Regions from separate parts of the Mus musculus genome. Here region 1 is linked to region 2. The links are chromatin contacts, called in public promoter capture Hi-C maps. All regions are on one chromosome and are shown on one strand. The core of a region is the stretch at or near the end of the contact, and the rest is flanking DNA. Distances in the headings are between cores, read along the strand shown. Region 1 holds the start of Tmem223 (transmembrane protein 223). Region 2 has its middle 23 kb from the start of Slc22a8.

Region 1 (3,989 bases), core at 402-2,901, 200 kb after region 2:
TGGCTCCCCTCTTCCCCAATTGGAATTACAGATTAGACCTAGACTTCACATATGCTGCACAGTCGCTGCCACTGAGCCCTTTTCAAACACGGTCTTACTATGTACTCTTGTCTGGCCTTGAAGGCATTAAAGGCATGAGCCAGCAGACCTGGCTGCCAAGTTTTGTTGTTGGTTGGTTGGGTTTTTTTTGAGACAGTTTCTCTGTTTTCCCTGGCTGTCCTGGAACTCACTTTGTAAACCAGGCTGGCCTCGAACTCAGAGATCCGCCTGCCGGGATTAAAGGTGTGTGCCACCACGCCATCTTTGGCTTTTGTTTGTTTTGTTTTTTGTTTTTTCGAGACAGGGTTTCTCTGTATAGCTCTGGCTGTCCTGGAACTCACTCTGTAGACCAGGCTGGCCTCGAACTCAGAAATCCCCCTGCCTCTGCCTCCCGAGTGCTGGGATTAAAGGCATGTGCCACCACACCCGGCTCAACTCCTTACCAAGTCCTAGATTCCAGTGAGCCTGAGCATTCCAAGGGAGCTAGAACTATAGGTGCATACCTAGTACCAAAGTCTTTTTATATATGGTTCTATATTTGAGTCAGGGTCTCACTTGTGCCTTCGCTGCTTGGAAGTCACTTTGTAGTCCAGGTTTACCTCAAACAGATACCTCCCTGCTTCAGCTTCTCCAGAGTGATAGGATTAAAAGCCTTGCCCAGCTGGAACATAGTTTTTAAACCGTGTAAATCCTTCCCTACCAGTGTAAAACTACACGTTGGTTGTTTTTGGTAAACATTTTATGTTTCATTTGTACAAGTGGTGTGACCCTGTGTAAACTTAATGAAAAACATTGGTGACTTTTTCTATAGGTTGGATTTTGGTGACTGACTGCATTTTGGTTCTTATGTGGCTTCCTATTTTAATCATACTCTAGGTGCCTTCAAGACAATAACTGGGACTACACCAGATCTGCTCAGGCCTTCACTCTTCTCAAGGTAAAGTATGGGAATTTTTTTTATTGCTAAAAATGGATCTCTTGAGCCTTTAACAAGGGTCAGATGAAGGCTGGGTGTGGTGATACTTGCCTTTTAATCCAGCATTTGGGAGGAAGGAGGGAGCCAGATCTCTGAGTTTGAGGCTAGCCTGGTCTACATAGAGAATGCCAGGACAGCCAGGGAGTCTACAGTAGCTGGGCAGGGAAGGTGGGAGAGAGGTGCCTGGTTCTACTTACATTTTATCTTTCTGCAGGCCAAGGGAGAGATTCCAGAAGTAGCGTTTATGAAATGATCACAAGAAAAGTCCCCTTGTAAATAGCCCCTGGATAATATTGTCTGGCTGTCATCTGCCGTCTCCTGTCCAGCCCGAGGCCACCCTGTAACTGTGACTGAGGAGGAAGGGCTGCTTCATCCTCCTCACCTACCTTCTGGAAGACTTAGAGAAGACTTCCGGAAGATTGAGCCTCATGGTGCCAGGAAGCCAAAGCTTACTTTGTAGAGCTGACACTAAACTACCCGAAGGACTTAGGTGCTCTGTGTACTTAACCCCAGGATTCCCTTTACTTTTTAAGATAAAGAGTGATATTGTAGTTTGTGTCCCATTACTGGCTTGTTTCCCTCAATGCAGGAGGGGTGGGCAAGTTCGCCGTGATAGGAAGTCCCGCCCCGGAGACGGAAGTGCGCCGCCATGGTGGCGTCTGTGCCGCTGCGGAATGTCAGCCACCTTTTGTCTGTGCTGCGGTCCCAAAATGTGCCCCGGTATTTGCAAAATGGCGTCCCACGGGATGTGCTGCTCTTCCGGCACGAGCGGGGCCGCTTCTTTGCCATCCTTGGACTGTTTTGTGCGGGTCAGGGCATCTTCTGGACCTCCCTGGCTGTTGCAGCCTTGTCCAGACCTCTGAGCCGAGTACCTGCGGAGGCTCCGAACCGGAGCTACCAGGACCTGCGCTCCGCACTCTGGCGCTACGGGCTGGCTGTTGGTTGCGGCACGATGGGTAAGCGCTTGGGCTCCAGATTGCTGTGGGGCTGTGAGCACAACGCTCACTTAGCAAAAAGGGGCTTCCAAAAAAGTAAGTGGGACACACGATATGGGTGCGGTGTAATAAAGTCCCTGAATGCCTTGCACCCTCACCCTGCATACAGTAGGCCAAGATCTGCCCCTCATACTAGCCACGAGCAGGTTTTTGAAGCCACAAATGCATTTTCTCCGTTTAACAATAGAGCTGGCTATCTATAAAAATGTCGATGGGGTGGGGGACGTGGCTCAGTTTGGTTTCTAAGACTGCTTGCCTAGTATGCATGAGGTCTAGGGTTTAGAACCCAACACTGCCTAACATATATGATGGCATCCAGATGTAATCTGGATTTGGACAGAAGATCACAAATTAAAAGTTATTGAACATATAGCAAGCTTGCAGCCAGCATGGAATAATAGACCCTGTCTGTTTTTTCAAGACACGGTTTCTCAGCTCTGGCTGCCCTGGAACTCACTCTGTAGACCAGGCTGGGTCAGAGATTCAACTGTTTCTGCCTCCCTAGTGATTGCGTGCACCACCACTGCCTAGCTACCTTTCTTAAAAAAAAAAAAAAAAAAAAGGATTTAGGAACCTTTTAGAGTTTTAGAGTGTAATTGCTCAAAACTGTTACTTCCATTACAGTAATTTGACTCTAAGGGGTGGGGGTGGGGGTGTCTGTATAACCTTTTACCCCACTTTGCCTCCCTGCAGGAGTCTTGGTCCTTGGTGCTGGTCTCCTCTACTCACTCCGATCTGTGCGGTCTGTCATGCTCCTTGCAGGAGGGCAGCAGGTGACATTGACCACCTATGCCCCCTTTGGCTTGGGTACCTGTTTCACAGTTCCCTTGAACCAGATTTCCTGCATGGCTCACAGAGGTGAAGTTCCTGCTATGCTGCCTCTGAAAGTCAAAGGCCGGCGCTTCTACTTCCTTTTGGACAAAGCTGGACACTTTCCCAACACTCAACTCTTTGATAACACTGTGGGTGCCTACCGGAGCCTGTGAAAAATGGCTTACCCTTCTCAGACGATGCAAAACCCTTAGGGATGAGGAGACTACCAGGACAATAAAAAGGTGCCCAGAATTCACTAACAGCCAATAAATCTCTTCCAAAAGGCTTGATACATGCCTACTTAAGCCATCATTCTGTCCTCTCTCTCATCTATTTAACATCAAGAAATCCATGCCATGATGAAGAAAAGTAATATATTATTTTGGTACAAAAAAGTTTAAGGAGAAAACTGAGGTTTCTAATATAAACAGGGCTGTACAGAGACAAGAGGATTAAAAGCACTGGGGCATGGAGGTTCTGGTTGTAGAAAGCACTTGAGTATTCTTCAGGAGTGAGACTGGTGGTGCCCAACAAGAGCATCTGTCTCAGAGCTCCACTCTTGGTCACCCCTCTCTTGGGGCTGGTATGATGTGGCTTTAAACTTGCACTGCATGGCCTGGAGCAGCAAAGCCAGACACCACAATATCAGATTCACCCAAGAAGAGGTCTGTGAAAGAGAACAGGAGTATGAGGTGGGAAGCCGGCTCCAATCCAGTCCTACCCACACAACATTGATCAGACTAAGGTGACAAGCCCCATAGCTACTTTGAGCTTGTGAATGAAGTACAGCCAAGCACATATTACATGGTGAACACGCTTAAGCTACAGTTGCTTAATCTTAGCGTATCCCTGTGTCTCACTTCAGCAGTATGTAGGTTGGAGTAAAACTGCACAGCAGTTCCTGAAGGTGTCCATGAGGTTTTCTGGGCTTCAGAGCAGCTGTGAAACAAGGTTAAAGAAACAAGTTGTGAGAAGGGGCGGGGAGGAGACGGACATGCTCTAAGCACATCTGTGTCCTCAGAGATAAGGGCCAGAGGAAGGGGATAAAGTAGGAACTTAAATGACTGACATGTCCCCTACAGAAGGACAGTCCCTGTCAGGCTTCCCTCCCTCTCCCGTTACCTAATTGTAAGGTTCAAGGAGATGATGGAATTGCAGAAAGAATT
Region 2 (4,411 bases), core at 711-3,210:
CACCGGCCAGGGATCTAGCTGACATTGAGATCCAGGCAAAGTCTTCGCCCTCAAAAAAGAATCGTTATAATCTAATGGGGGAGGGGGGAGGAGAGTGCAGGGAATGGCAGACAGTAACAAATAAATATATCAAAACACAGAGTAGAGCAAAGCTGAAGGGAGACAAATAAAAACAAAGTAAAACAGTGTGTGTGTGTGTGAGAGAGAGAGAGAGAGTGCCATAAGGAAGCCAGTATTCAGTACTAACTTCTGAAATAAAGATATATATCAGAACATGAAGGCTGGGTGATAAACAGGAGCCAGGTGGGATCCATTTCCAGTGCCAAGGAAAGTAATTGTGTTGTGTTTTGTTTTGCCGTGCAACAATGTCCTCTTACTATATACAGGGCAGTGACAATTGTTGTCTTAGTCTCTCCATACAGGCCAAAAATAATGCTCTGCTTAACATATTGGAACTTAAAACTGATTACTGCCTAATGAAGATTTAAAAATTATCATAAAACAAGTTTAGCCAGGGGCTGGGTCATCCTCAGGCCTCCAAGAACACAGACCTAAATGTGACCAGCTGGCCCCCAGTCTCCATTCACTGCCTGAGGTAAATGCTCAGATCAGTGGAACCTTCTGGACTCAAACCCATGGAATGTCCAACAAGATTTCCAGAAAAAGTCATTGCTACATCTTTCCGGGGTGTTACAGAAATGTGCTGGCACATACGTTAATAATTTAATAATACTAATTAATTTAATATTAAATTTAATATAACATTTAATAATTTAATAATAAGCACAGCTGTCATGGAGTTCATACCATGGTCATTCTCAATAATTTTAAAACATCTCACTGCCAGACAGTAGTGGCACATGCCTTTAGTCTCAGCACTTGAGAGGCAGAGGCAGACGGATCTCTATAAGTTCAAGGCCAGCCTGGTCTAGAAAGCAACTTCCAAGACAGCCAAGCCTACACAGGAGAGAGAGAGGCAGAAGTGGGCAGATCTCTATGTGTGTGAGGCCAACCTAATCCTCATAGCAGGTTTCAGGTGAGCCAGACCCTGTGTCAAAAAAAAACAAAACAAAACAAAACAAAACAAACAAACAAAAAAACAAAAAAAAATTTTTGTGTGTGCCAGGCAGTGGTGACCCACACCTTTAATCCCAGCACTTGGGAGGCAGAGGCAGGCAGATTTCTGAGTTCGAGGCCAGCCTGGTCTACAAAGTGAGTTCCAGGACAGCCAGGACTACACAGAGAAAAACCACCCTGTCTTGAAAAACCAAACAAAAAAAAAAAAAAGAAAAGAAAAGAAAAGAAAAAAAACAAAAAAAAATATTTTTGTGTGTCTATAATCCCCAAGGACTGGAGAGGCCGGGTAAAAGGATCACCAGTTTAAGAACAGCATGAGTTACGTAGTGAAAGTTAAAATACGGAGAGAGGAAAAAAGAAAGGGGAGGGAAGGGGAGAAAGAGGGAGAAGGAGAGGGAGATAGGGAAAGGGAGAGAGGGGAGAAGGAGAGAGGAGGAGGGGAAAAGAGGGGAGAGGGAGAGGGAGAGGGAGAGGGAGGAGAAACACGCGAAACAAGAATAGGAAGAAAAAAAAAAAAAAAATACTGATTCTCCCTGCAATATCCAGAAGAACCAACACCCCTCACATACCCAACCTAACCACAGCCCTTCATCTGAAAGGAAGGGTCCTTAGCAGTATCGGTAATACTGTAACAGACATTCAGGAAATACTATTTACAAAGGAGTCTTGTCCCACACATATAGCTTTTCCACTCTGCTGATCAAGCTCCCTGTATTTGTTGTCACCTGACTTTCTTCCCAGGTGCAGCTATCCCAGGGCTGCGACCCCTTCGGTTCATTTAATCAGTTAGAGAAGCCACAATTCCATACTTCCACACGATGTCACTGTCGAGCTAGTCTGGCGGGGCTGCGGGGGTGAAGGTGGGGGGCACCTAGCCGCTGCTGGGCACAAAATTTGCGCTCTGGCCCTCCTCAGCGTCCAGTACAATGCAAGAAGCTGTCCTCTCTCGCGCTCCCCTGAACCCTACACACCGATACAGAGATTGGGCAGAAGCGGGGACGAGGGGAGTGAGGCTGGCTGGCTATGCAGCCTCTTGAACTACTTGCTTCTCCTGAACTACCCAGAGAGTCAACCTCAGTCTGTTAATTCCTCGCCTCAACTTTTGTCCCAGAGGGAACACCTCCCATCTCTTTCTGAGGAAGGCTGACCTGCTGGTCGAAGGGTGGCCGGCCCTTCCCTGGAGACCACATTAGACACAGGGGCCCATGGGACCTTAGCGGGTCTTGAAGGAAACGTCATGCCATTTCTTTCTACAGAAAAGATGACACAAAAATATGCATCTCTGGAAGGTGCACACACCACTTACCGGGGAAATACAAGTTAAAGGGGCAATCTCCTGGCAACCCAGAAAGCCTCCTGCAAAAGTGGAAGGAAGGGAAATCCCAAATAACTACTAAAGCAGAATGTAACATTCAGCAAGCTACCAAGAGACTGCAAAGAGAAAAAAACTCTCCCCATTTATTGTAGCCAAGCAGAAAGTGCCCCCATTCGAAACACTGTAGATGGAAGGGTGGATGGGTGGATGATGGACAGATGGACAGATAACAAAGAAAACCCTGACTTCACAGAAAGTCTATCCAAGTCTGGTAATTGTACTGGCCACCTATGTTTAATGCCCTTATTCAGATGAAAACCCCCTTTTCCCTGTGAATAAGACCAAAAGTAGGTAGGAAGGTAATCTGGAGCAAGGCCCAACTGAGGTTAGGCTAGGACACTGGCAGAAACTGGGTCATAGGGCACTGAAGTCCTTGCTGGTTAAATTTCAAAGAGATGCTTCAGGAGGTCTTGTGAAAACACTTTAGGGGAGGAAAACTGGAAGAAGGACTTAGTTTGCTTCTGAAAGGATTTACAACCATTAGCAAGAGGCAGGTGAGTCTCTGAAATACCAGACTCTACTCTAAGAGGGAGCTGGGGAAAGCTTTTGGCTTCTTCTCAACAGAGACAACTAAACTGTTTTCTCTCCTTAAGTTGGTTTGGGACTGCCCCCACACAGCCTTCCCCTCCCCTTTCCTGGAGGACCAGGAGCATGAGAGGACAAAGGTGAACTCGGGAGGAACCACACCAACCATAGCACCACTGCTCCCTGGAAATCTGTCCCCGATTAAGCTAGGCCTTTGTCAAGCTGGCTGGAACATGCTGGAGGAGAAACAAATATTTAGATATTGGTCAAGAGTGGTTTCTGTTTTCACTCAGCTTTTTCTTAAAGTTTTCAAAAATACAGGAAAATTGAAAGAATGGTATAATGAATACCCCATCTAGTCACCACTTAGGCTTAAGACATGGACATTAGCAGTGTTCAGGCTCTGGAGTGCTCACCATTGCATTAAAGATCGTGAAGGAGAAGCCAGACAGGAAGGAATTGGAGGAGGAGAGGAAGGGTGGGAGTGATGTAGATATAAGTGCTGTGTGTGTGCGTGTGTGCATGTGTGTGTGTGTGTGTGTGTGTGTGTGTGTGCACGCATGCATGCGTGTATCAGTCTCCATGTGCATGTTGCCCCATGACATCCTCAGATATCAAATGGGTGTGCAACCTTTAGAGTGACATTTGCATAGACCCCCATTCAGCATATCTCCCCATATACTTTAAATTGCCTTTGAATTATATAATATAGTGTAAATACTATGTCAGGTTTTTTTTTTTTTTTTTTTTTTTTTTAGAGAGAGGGTCTCATTGCGTACTAGACTGAAACTCTAAAGGCATGCTCCACCATGGTCTATTTTTTTTTTAAGACAATGTCTCTATATGGCACTTGAAGTCCTATAACTCACTATGTAGAACAGGCTAGCTTCAAACTCATAGAGATCCTCCTGCCTCTGTACAACCACACCTGACTCAATGCAATTTGTTAAAATAGTTTTAAAATGAGGTTAGCACAGTGTTTCTCAACCTGTGAGCTACAACCTCTTTGGAGTCAAAGGACCCTTTCATGGGGGTCGCATAACAGAGATCCTGCATCACACTTACATTGTGATTCATAACAATAGCAAAGTTACAGATATAAAAGAGCAACAAAAATAATGTTGTGGTTGGGGGGTCACCACAACATGCGGAACTATATTAAAGCCGTCGTAGCATCAGGAAGGCTGAGAAGCACTGGGCAGAACAGAGGCTGCAGGAACTGCAGGTGCAGAGAGCCGGCTGGCCGGGGTTTTGCTGAAGCACTTGAAAGCTAGCCAAAATAAGCCCAACTCAGGAAGACAAAGATCAAATGTCTCCTCTCATACGTGGAAACTAGACTAAAAAAAAATATGAAAGTAGAAAGGCTGTTTGTGAAGAGGAAGGGAACCAGTGGGAAGTGGAGATGGGACCTGAGAGGGGTACTGAGGACATGAG

The links. Promoter capture Hi-C pulls out the DNA fragments that hold promoters and counts their contacts.
Region 1: a promoter capture Hi-C map of pre-B cells shows a contact between it and region 2, with 2.3 times the contacts expected there. A contact is called at or near these places in 4 of 39 promoter capture datasets (the 3T3-L1 cell line, the C10 cell line and pre-B cells) and 2 of 9 other capture datasets (adipose tissue and pancreatic islet).

Annotation. Positions count from the first base shown.
Region 1 is chr19:8,769,345-8,773,333 of GRCm38.p6, forward strand. It overlaps Tmem223 (transmembrane protein 223), which reads left to right and starts at 1,652. Exons shown (of 2, transcript NM_025791.1): 1 at 1,652-1,971; 2 at 2,704-3,131. The coding sequence starts at 1,665. The coding sequence ends at 2,996. It overlaps Nxf1 (nuclear RNA export factor 1), which reads left to right. Exons shown (of 21, transcript NM_016813.2): 20 at 916-976; 21 at 1,230-1,566. The coding sequence ends at 1,268. Tmem179b (transmembrane protein 179B) reads right to left here. Exons shown (of 5, transcript NM_026325.3): 3 at 3,946-3,989; 4 at 3,684-3,762; 5 at 3,178-3,490. The coding sequence ends at 3,329.
Region 2 is chr19:8,567,736-8,572,146 of GRCm38.p6, forward strand. No RefSeq gene overlaps it. Among named protein-coding and RNA genes, the nearest start is that of Slc22a8, 23 kb to the right of the region's middle.